3 separate regions of the Mus musculus genome follow, and all the other regions are linked to region 2. A link is a contact called in public HiChIP or PLAC-seq data. All regions are on one chromosome and are shown on one strand. The core of a region is the stretch at or near the end of the contact, and the rest is flanking DNA. Distances in the headings are between cores, read along the strand shown.

Region 1 (2,700 bases), core at 193-2,692, 150 kb after region 2:
AAATCTTTTACACACACACACACACACACACACACACACACAAATCAAACTCCCAATTTAAATCTCCAGTTTGGGACTGGAGAGATGGCTCTGCAGTTAAGAGCAATGACTGCTCTTCCAGAGGTCCAGAATTATTCAATTCCCAGCAACCACATGGTGGCTCACAGCCATCTGTAGTGGGATAAGCTGTCCTTTTCTGGTGTGTCTGAAGACAGTGACAGAGTAGTGTACTCACATATATGAAATAAATAAATAAACAAATAAATAAATAAAATTTAAAAAAATCTCCAGTTTGGGTTTGTATTGAACTCAGCATAAGGGTTTTGGTGTTTAATAAATTCAGCATTAACATGTTCAAAGCTTCCTGATTAAACTTGTTAAGTCTGTCTTAACAAATATGGTGAGCACACTTGAAGGGTTAAATCAGAGTGATTGGGTTTCTTTTCAACTATGCTCATACTAGCCATTCTTTGCCTGTTCCCTTTCCTGACTATAGCCTCCTCCTTTTGGGAGTTCATCGTTTTATTTGGATTTTCTGCTACTACCAAGCACAGAACTTCAATCCACTCTTGCTCAGAGTAGTGTGTTGACCAAGCTGTACACAGTTCCAAGAGATAACAAAACAAAGCCTGCCTCTGCCTCTCAAGTGCTGGGACTACAGGCGTGCGCCACCACACCGGGCTGATTTTTTTTTTTTTTTTTCATTAACTATATGAAGTGAGGAAGACCACCTGCAATGAGAGAATGAGGTCACTGAACAGAGAAGGGGGTGAAAGGCAGAGGTGACAGTCAGCAGATGGGATTTTGACCAAGGACAGAATGAATCTGAGTGTCCCAGCCACCCCTATCCCTGAAGCTTCACCTATAACTAACTTTACCATGTAATCTATATTATTATTTACTCCATAAGGTTGGTTCCTTCTATAGGAACCCACTGGAGTTGAGGGGATTAGCTGCACTGTGAGTTAATGAAGAAGGACCTTGAACTTCTCCAACCACATTCCAGAGACCAAGGTCTAGATCACTATTGTTTTGCAAATGAGGGAACGGATCCACCCTCAGCAGCTGGAGATGCCCTTTGCGCCTTCCGAATCACAGCCATTGACAATTTTTTCCCCTCCCTAATTCTTAGTTCCATTTCTAAGGATATAGATTTGAAACCTAAGGCCAGCAGGTCTTACATTTTAGCTTGCAATATGATCCTCTGGGAGTCTTGTTGAAGACTGTTAAGCTGTCTTTGTCTTTGGACCTGACAATGTGGATTCCTGACAAATTCCTACATAAAGCCGCTACTGTAGGTCTCCGGTGGGCATTTAGAGAACTAGCAGGTTCATATGCTAATAGGACCTATTTAAATATTTTGCATAAATATCTACACTAACCGGCATTGAAGAGAAAGGAAGATTGATCTCTCGGGTAGGGCAGTGACCCAAGGCAGCAGTTCTGAGAATGTCCTTGCTGGAGGCCAGGTACGCAACAATAGAGTTCCTCGTTATCACATCCCTTTGTCTGGAAGGCGTGACCAAAACTGAAAGGCTCCTGGTCCAGATAACAGGAATAATCAATTTACCTTCCTCCCCAATTTCTGCCATAAGACAGAACCCCTTAGCCTAGAGCCCAATCAATGGCGCCCAATCCCTGGAGACCAGCTCCTGCCATACTGGAGGAACATAGTCATCTCTCTCTTAAGGTCCCAGCTATGAATCTATAAATTAAAAACTGCCTTTCTGTTGTCGGTGGATCTCATTCTTTAAATTTTTGAGGAGACAAACCCCTCAAAGCCACTGATCAGAGTCCTTTTCCTGGCAGTTGAGTTTTTCCAGAAACATAACCCCACCCTCAACCATGGGCTAAGCTCAGCAATCCTAGTGAATCCTGTCACAAACCATGGCCGAGAAGAGGAATATTCTAGATGCAGACGAGAATCTACAGTGTGCTGTTCCCCAGTGTGATGCTCTTTACACAATTCAGGAAGCCTGAATCTCACCAGAAAGAAAGGGAGTTATTACAAATAAATCATTTCTCAATGCTTAATTTGCATATGGCCTTGATTTTAGGTTACTACCTCCCACATTGGGGGTCCTAAGATATTTCTTTTAGAGAAAACCTTCTCTCAGAGATACAAGACTGGCTACCGTTTGAGACATCAAATGTATGGGACAGCTGTCCAGCTGCCTATCTGTCCCAAAGGAAAAGACTTTGCATTTGTCTGCAGCAGTTCTTTACACTATCAGGGGCTACAGGATGTGATAGGATTGAATGCATGATGCTTAAACTATTGCCAATGACTGTCAACATTTAATATCTATATTACAGATCTTTTCTGGCGATTAACACTGCGCATCTACACCTTGTAACTGACTTTACTTTGGGACTCTCCATTCCTTTGGAGAAGAGACAAGTGACATCAGCATACAGTACACTTTAAACTAAGATCTCCGGAATAGCAGCATCCCCACCACCCAAGAATTTGATGGAAATACAAAGTCCACATCTGGGTTCCAATTGTCTGGGCAAGTTCGGTAGGAGCTCAAGAGAAAGCGCTTCTGCTAGGAGAAGGGCTAAGCTCTTGGGTGAAGATGGTGACCACACACACACACACACACACACACACACACACACACACACACACACACAGACAGACAGTGCTATCATCTTGGTTGGAACTGTGTCATACACACTTGGAAGCACACTGTTATC
Region 2 (2,700 bases), core at 165-2,664:
AAGTTACCATCCTTTTAAAAGTAGCATCAGGATCGCATCTGACTTCATACACCCACGCATCTATTTCAGGCATCTGCATAGGTCTGTGTTTGTTATAGAAAGCCACTGGTTCGAATGTGGCTTGTTTTATCAAGACCTTCCCCTTATCACGAACGTTTTCTTTAAATTCACAGCAGTAACGCCTAAGGTGACAAAGTAACATTTTTTTTTCCTTCTAAAAGCTTTGATTTCAAAACAGTAACTGATTATCCGATATCATCGAGATTGAACAAACAAAATCGTAACTTCTCGATTCCACAGCACGATGACGTCAGATTTCCCTTCACCTAGGCAACTTCAACTTTTGACGAGACTTGTAACTATTTGGACTTTCAGGGTTTTGGTTTGCTGACTTTAATCTTTCAAACCAGTATCTGCATGGGTGCCTATAATCACTTTACACGTAGACATTACACAAAACAGTTTCTTAAAACTACTTCAGTGTCGCGTCAGCCATCAGAGCCACTTAACACTTTTTCAAGCTCTCTCTGCTAATGGGATTTGCTCCTGGAGAATATATACCAGTTCCGGGCTACCTCTGCTGCTTTTGGAGTGACTAAAGCTGATGCAATGAGGATCCTGATGAAGTCATTTTGTCACCTTGGAAAACTCACCCAACAGAGATTACAGTGATCTCGGGCAACTGGGTGGGAGACAGAGGTCTGCAAGCCAAACTCTCTGTCAAATATTGGTAAATTTCTGTGTTATAATAACTTCACTTTTGGCACCTTAATTCAGCCTTTTAATTTGTTAGCTAACATATACTAAGTTAAAAGTGATGCGAAGAAACGTTTCTCTTTTAAATGAAGGCTAAGTTTGCACTTACTAGCCCAGTGCTTCTCAACCTGAGGGTCTGGACCCCACGGGGGGGGGGGGGGGGGGCTGCATATCAGATATCCTGCATATCAGATCTTTACTTGACAATTTATCACAGTAGCAAAATTACAGTTACAATGTAGCAACAAAATAATTTTATGGTTGGGGAGATCGCCACAACATGAGGAACTGTATTAAAGGGTCCGAGCATCAAGAAGGTTGGGGACCACTGCTCTAGTCAGAGAAGAAAACACTGACTTCCAGAAGAAGAAATTCAATTGCCTTCGGGAACAGATGTTACTGACAGCCTCGGGAACTTTGTCTCCTTTGTAAGAGCCCAGCAGAGGAAATTCCCTTCAGGAACAGTGTCACTAGGGTCCCATAACCTTTAAGCGAAGGATCTCTCTGATGGCTTCCGTTTTGCCCAGCAACTTTGACCAGTTTCCCATCTCACTCAAATATCTGCAGCCAACTCGGAAAGGGGATTTCCTGGACTCTGTGTACCTCGGTTAAGTCTACAGCCGACCCTCACATCACGTGACGCAATTAAGTGCAGGGAAGAAAAGCTCAGCTTAAAGGAACCCCACGGTGTTGGGTGTTCCTGCAGTCCTCCGCATTCCTGCGAACGTGTGAAAACTCAAGACTGGGACTCCATCATGTGAACGCAACGTTAGCATTTGAACGTTCATTTTCTTCCCTGGTTGATAATGTTTCTGAAAAATTGAGGCTACCCATATGTAGGGCCCTGGAAAAGATTTGAAAACATGAACTATGTTAAGTACTGTGTCTTGTCTCGGGAGCATCTAAAAGCCTAGAGATCTTGGCTTGGGAAATTTAGAAAAACAAACACTAACTCAGATGACTGGAGAAATAAAGAATAATTTAAGTTTTGGCCCTAACTATACTTGTCATTCTACGAGAATAGCCCTGGCTTTTGTTTGTCTTTGCTGTTTCTATTCTGCCCACATGGATTAAACCAAGGAAAAGTAGCTGAATCTAAGCTCATTCCAGTGTGAGCCATACAACCTATGAACTCCGTTCTAAATCAAGTTTCATTTACTGACTTCCCTGAGTCACGAATGTGTGACCTACTGGAATCCACGATGGGGGTCACAGAATGAGATTATACACCAAAGAAGGAATGCAAAAAAAAAAAAAAAAATTCAAGCAAGACTGGAAACAACCAACCCAAGTCATAACTTAGGAAAAATGAACATCTTTTGAGTATAAACACCAATTCTTCTAGAAAACACAGACAGCAGATGTACCTGAATTCATTCATTCATTTATATTATAAATATTATAAAATATGAGGGAGATACTATCATGACCATTTTTTGTATTACGAAGTAGAGGTGCAAGAAAAGGAGATGACAGTCCCTTAGCCATGAATCAAATCTTCTATATGATCATTATTGTATGGGGTGGTTTAAATTTTAAGCTCTTGGGCCAGCAATAGGGCTCTGAGGTTAGAGGTGTTGGCTCACAGGCATGGCAACCTCACTTTAATTTTTGGGCCCTAAAGGTGACATTGGAGAATAGACTCAGAGTTGTCCTCTGACCTCCACAGATACACTAAGGCATGTGGATACACACACACACACACACACACACACACACTAAAATTTAACCCTTTGTGTTCTTTTGGCTAGGGTTTATATTTGCTATGCTACACCATGACAGGAATCTTCCTTAAAATTCAAAACATTTCTATTTCATCTTAATCTCCGGTTTTGCTTTTTTAAGCAGAGCTGTTTCTTTTGGCTTAAAAACAAAATTTAAACACATAAGAACACCTAATCACATACATACATCAGAGTTCTATAAACAGCGCAGAAATATTCA
Region 3 (2,700 bases), core at 73-2,572, 190 kb after region 2:
AGGTGGGTGTTGACAGGAACTTATGTAGAATCCGTTTCCTAGTTATGAAGTTCCTTATTTGTTTGGGCCTGCTATTATAAACTCAGTTTACTATAACACCACTAAGCATGTTGTCTTAGGAAATTAGAAAAGCATGCTATAAATACTCAGTTTTTTAGAAAGCAAGACAGAGAAATAGGCAACCAATATTATGAGCGCCCAGCAGCAGCAGCCCGCATTCAAGCCCACTGTCATTGTGTTTGATTACGAAGGTAAGAAGTAAGAAACATTACCAGAACACCGAAAACGCTTGAAATTCAAAGCTATAGAGAACTCATTAATATAAGTATTTTTAGCAGTTAAACATACCAGAGTTTGTTTTTTTTGCAACTCTTCTAGATATCCCAAAATGTCTTCATCTGCTACATCAAAGGCTGTTTGGCCCTAGACAGGAAATGAGAAGTAGCCACAGTAAAAAGTCAATATACCATAAAATGACATCAACAATTCTTACTAATTACACAGCTATCTAGGTAAGTGTGCGTACACTCACACATTGCTGTTTGTGTAGGTATATATGCATGTGTATGAGTGTGCTCTATCTTACAGACAGGGTCTCTCGTAGGCCTGGAACTCACCAAGTAAGCTAGGCTAGGCCAGTGAACCCAACAGATCCACTTGCCTCTGCGCCCCGGCTCTGGAAATAAAAGCACAGGCTGCCACACTCAGCTTTTATATGAGTTCTGGGAATTGAACTTGGATCATAAGACTAGCAAGGCAAGCACTTCACTGACTTCAGGTATCTCTCCAGCCCCAAGAATCACGTTTGATGGAAGTTAAAAATGATAGACTATACAGGACTCCAAGGACACATGAGAAACGCATGTGAGTATGCCTTCCATATACTTTAGGACCAGAATGCGTGCATTGTTTTGAGAGTATCAACAGCTGCAACTCCCTTGCTACAATTTAGAAGTAAAATTTCACCACCCTCAAAAGAATAAGTGGATCCTTCTTGTACCATCTTCCATTCCACTTAAGCCACCTTGTATCTATCTATCTATATGCTGATCAAACACTTTACATGGATCAAACTGAACAACTCTCTGCTAGAACTCTTTGGGATAGGTTTCTTTTACCTCACATGCTGTGAGACTCATCTGTGTAATGACATGTATGACTACTTCACTCCCTTTTACTGGGAAACACAATTCCCTGCCTCGGCTCATTTTGCTAATGTAAATCATTTGCTTTGGCTTTCCGCCTAACGTAAGCACTGCTGCCGGCTAAGAGCAGGCCGCTCCTGCAGAGTGGTGACTGCCTAGAGCTCCAGGTCTAAGGGCTCTGCGGCCTACACTCAAGCGCACCTGCACTCAACTGCACACACAAATTACAATAATAAAGGCAAATGAAGCACCACCACGAACAAAACAATTCTGTTTGTGGGCTACTCCCACGTTCAAAGTGGACCGATGTGGTAACTCTAGGATTTGAGGCCTTTTGACTTGATTATCTTCTAAAACTTGACTAAAGATGTATGGATACGTGCAGGTGTACATGCACTGTGTGTGTGCATATGCAGCAACCGCAATGATCAGTTTTAAAATTACTTCAAAGGATCATTTGTCAGTCTACTTTTATTCCCCGTGGTAACAAAATTCCCCATTTCTGCCTTAAAAGCTAAGAATTAAATTGAGTTAAAAAAAAATCCTGTTATAAAACAACTGATCCAAATTTTAACGTAGTATGTTAATTTCAATTTTGTATTTCTGTACAATTCAAAAATTTTAGAAACTCTTCTAACTTAATGCAACTTTTATCTAAAATCATATTACAGACTCAAGATCATGCTCTTATGGTCAAATAACTCAATTACTCCTTAAAATTTACCAACTCGTACAAATAAAATACCACCCTGAACTTTTAAATTGTAATTACATTTTTGAAGCAGTTAAATAAGAAAGGGTTCTTTTAATAACCAAGGAATTTCTCTTTTAATAGTTAGAAACGGGGTTCCCTTACTAACCTTTCTTTTCATTTTCTCCTTTCATTAATGACTCTGCTTTGCAAACAGCAGCTCATAGAGAATGAAAACTCAAGTAAAATGTGGCCTATACACAGAGAAAAATTTCCAATGTAAACTGCACACCTCTACCACCCAGCCACACGTACCAATCACATAACCACGACTGTCATGCAATCTGAAAGACACTAAGAAGCGGAAGGAGACTGAACACTGTAACTCTCCCCACGGGCTCTGGCTTCACTACTGGGACGCAAGCACAGGAAAGCAGCTCAGTCAGGTAGAGCAGCTGGAAACAACCAAGGACGCAGTGATGAGACACTGGGAAGTAGGAGCTCGTGTCAAAGCAAGGGAACAGAACAAGCTGCTTGAACATCAGTTCAATATACCTACAAGTTAGCGAAGCCACAGATCTAGCAAGAACATGGCTTGATTTACTTCCCCCTCGCTGCAGTTTTTTCTCAGCTGTTTTAAATGAATTGCTTTTGCAGACCTAATTCTTTTAGTCTTTGGTGGAACTAGTAGTGAAGGCAGCTGGTACAGAACTGATGATGCTTTCCATCGTTCAGATGGAAAGCCCGAGTGTCTAGCTGATAGAGAACGGGGAACATGATCTAGCTCTGTACTGCTGGAGCCTTTAATTTGATTTCATAGCAAGAAACAACGAGGTCAGGCAGGGTCATAATGGAAAACAAACA

Evidence for each region. HiChIP or PLAC-seq counts read pairs in DNA pulled down with a chosen protein or histone mark.
Region 1: an H3K27ac HiChIP or PLAC-seq map of embryonic stem cells shows a contact between it and region 2, with 47 read pairs. The contact joins two enhancer-like sites. A contact is called at or near these places in 5 of 39 promoter capture datasets (the 3T3-L1 cell line, embryonic stem cells, hippocampal neurons and 1 more), 3 of 15 datasets of contacts at CTCF or cohesin (embryonic stem cells, hippocampal excitatory neurons and stem cell-derived epiblast-like cells), 127 of 484 Hi-C or Micro-C datasets (the AML12 cell line, the AtT-20 cell line, B cells and 65 more), 34 of 115 datasets of contacts at active chromatin or transcription factors (acute myeloid leukemia, bone marrow-derived macrophages, cardiomyocytes and 17 more) and 3 of 9 other capture datasets (adipose tissue, embryonic stem cells and liver).
Region 3: an H3K27ac HiChIP or PLAC-seq map of embryonic stem cells shows a contact between it and region 2, with 3 times the contacts expected there. The contact joins two enhancer-like sites. A contact is called at or near these places in 4 of 115 datasets of contacts at active chromatin or transcription factors (the NIH/3T3 cell line and embryonic stem cells).

The regions. Positions count from the first base shown.
Region 1 is chr10:108,285,608-108,288,307 of GRCm38.p6, reverse strand. No RefSeq gene overlaps it. Among named protein-coding and RNA genes, the nearest start is that of Pawr, 45 kb to the left of the region's middle. Within about 2 kb of position 1,442, at least 18 of the 459 cell types and tissues checked have an H3K27ac peak or open chromatin away from gene starts, as enhancers often do. A contact at or near this core is called in differentiating embryonic stem cells, embryonic stem cells, epiblasts and 4 more, where this site is marked.
Region 2 is chr10:108,432,830-108,435,529 of GRCm38.p6, reverse strand. All of the region lies in intron 1 of Gm36283 (predicted gene, 36283), which reads right to left. Among named protein-coding and RNA genes, the nearest start is that of Gm36440, 11 kb to the left of the region's middle. Within about 2 kb of position 1,414, at least 64 of the 459 cell types and tissues checked have an H3K27ac peak or open chromatin away from gene starts, as enhancers often do. A contact at or near this core is called in differentiating embryonic stem cells, embryonic stem cells, epiblasts and 4 more, where this site is marked.
Region 3 is chr10:108,237,828-108,240,527 of GRCm38.p6, reverse strand. Ppp1r12a (protein phosphatase 1, regulatory subunit 12A) reads right to left here. Exons shown (of 25, transcript NM_001368736.1): 6 at 349-423. Among named protein-coding and RNA genes, the nearest start is that of Ppp1r12a, 77 kb to the right of the region's middle. Within about 2 kb of position 1,322, at least 9 of the 459 cell types and tissues checked have an H3K27ac peak or open chromatin away from gene starts, as enhancers often do. A contact at or near this core is called in embryonic stem cells, where this site is marked.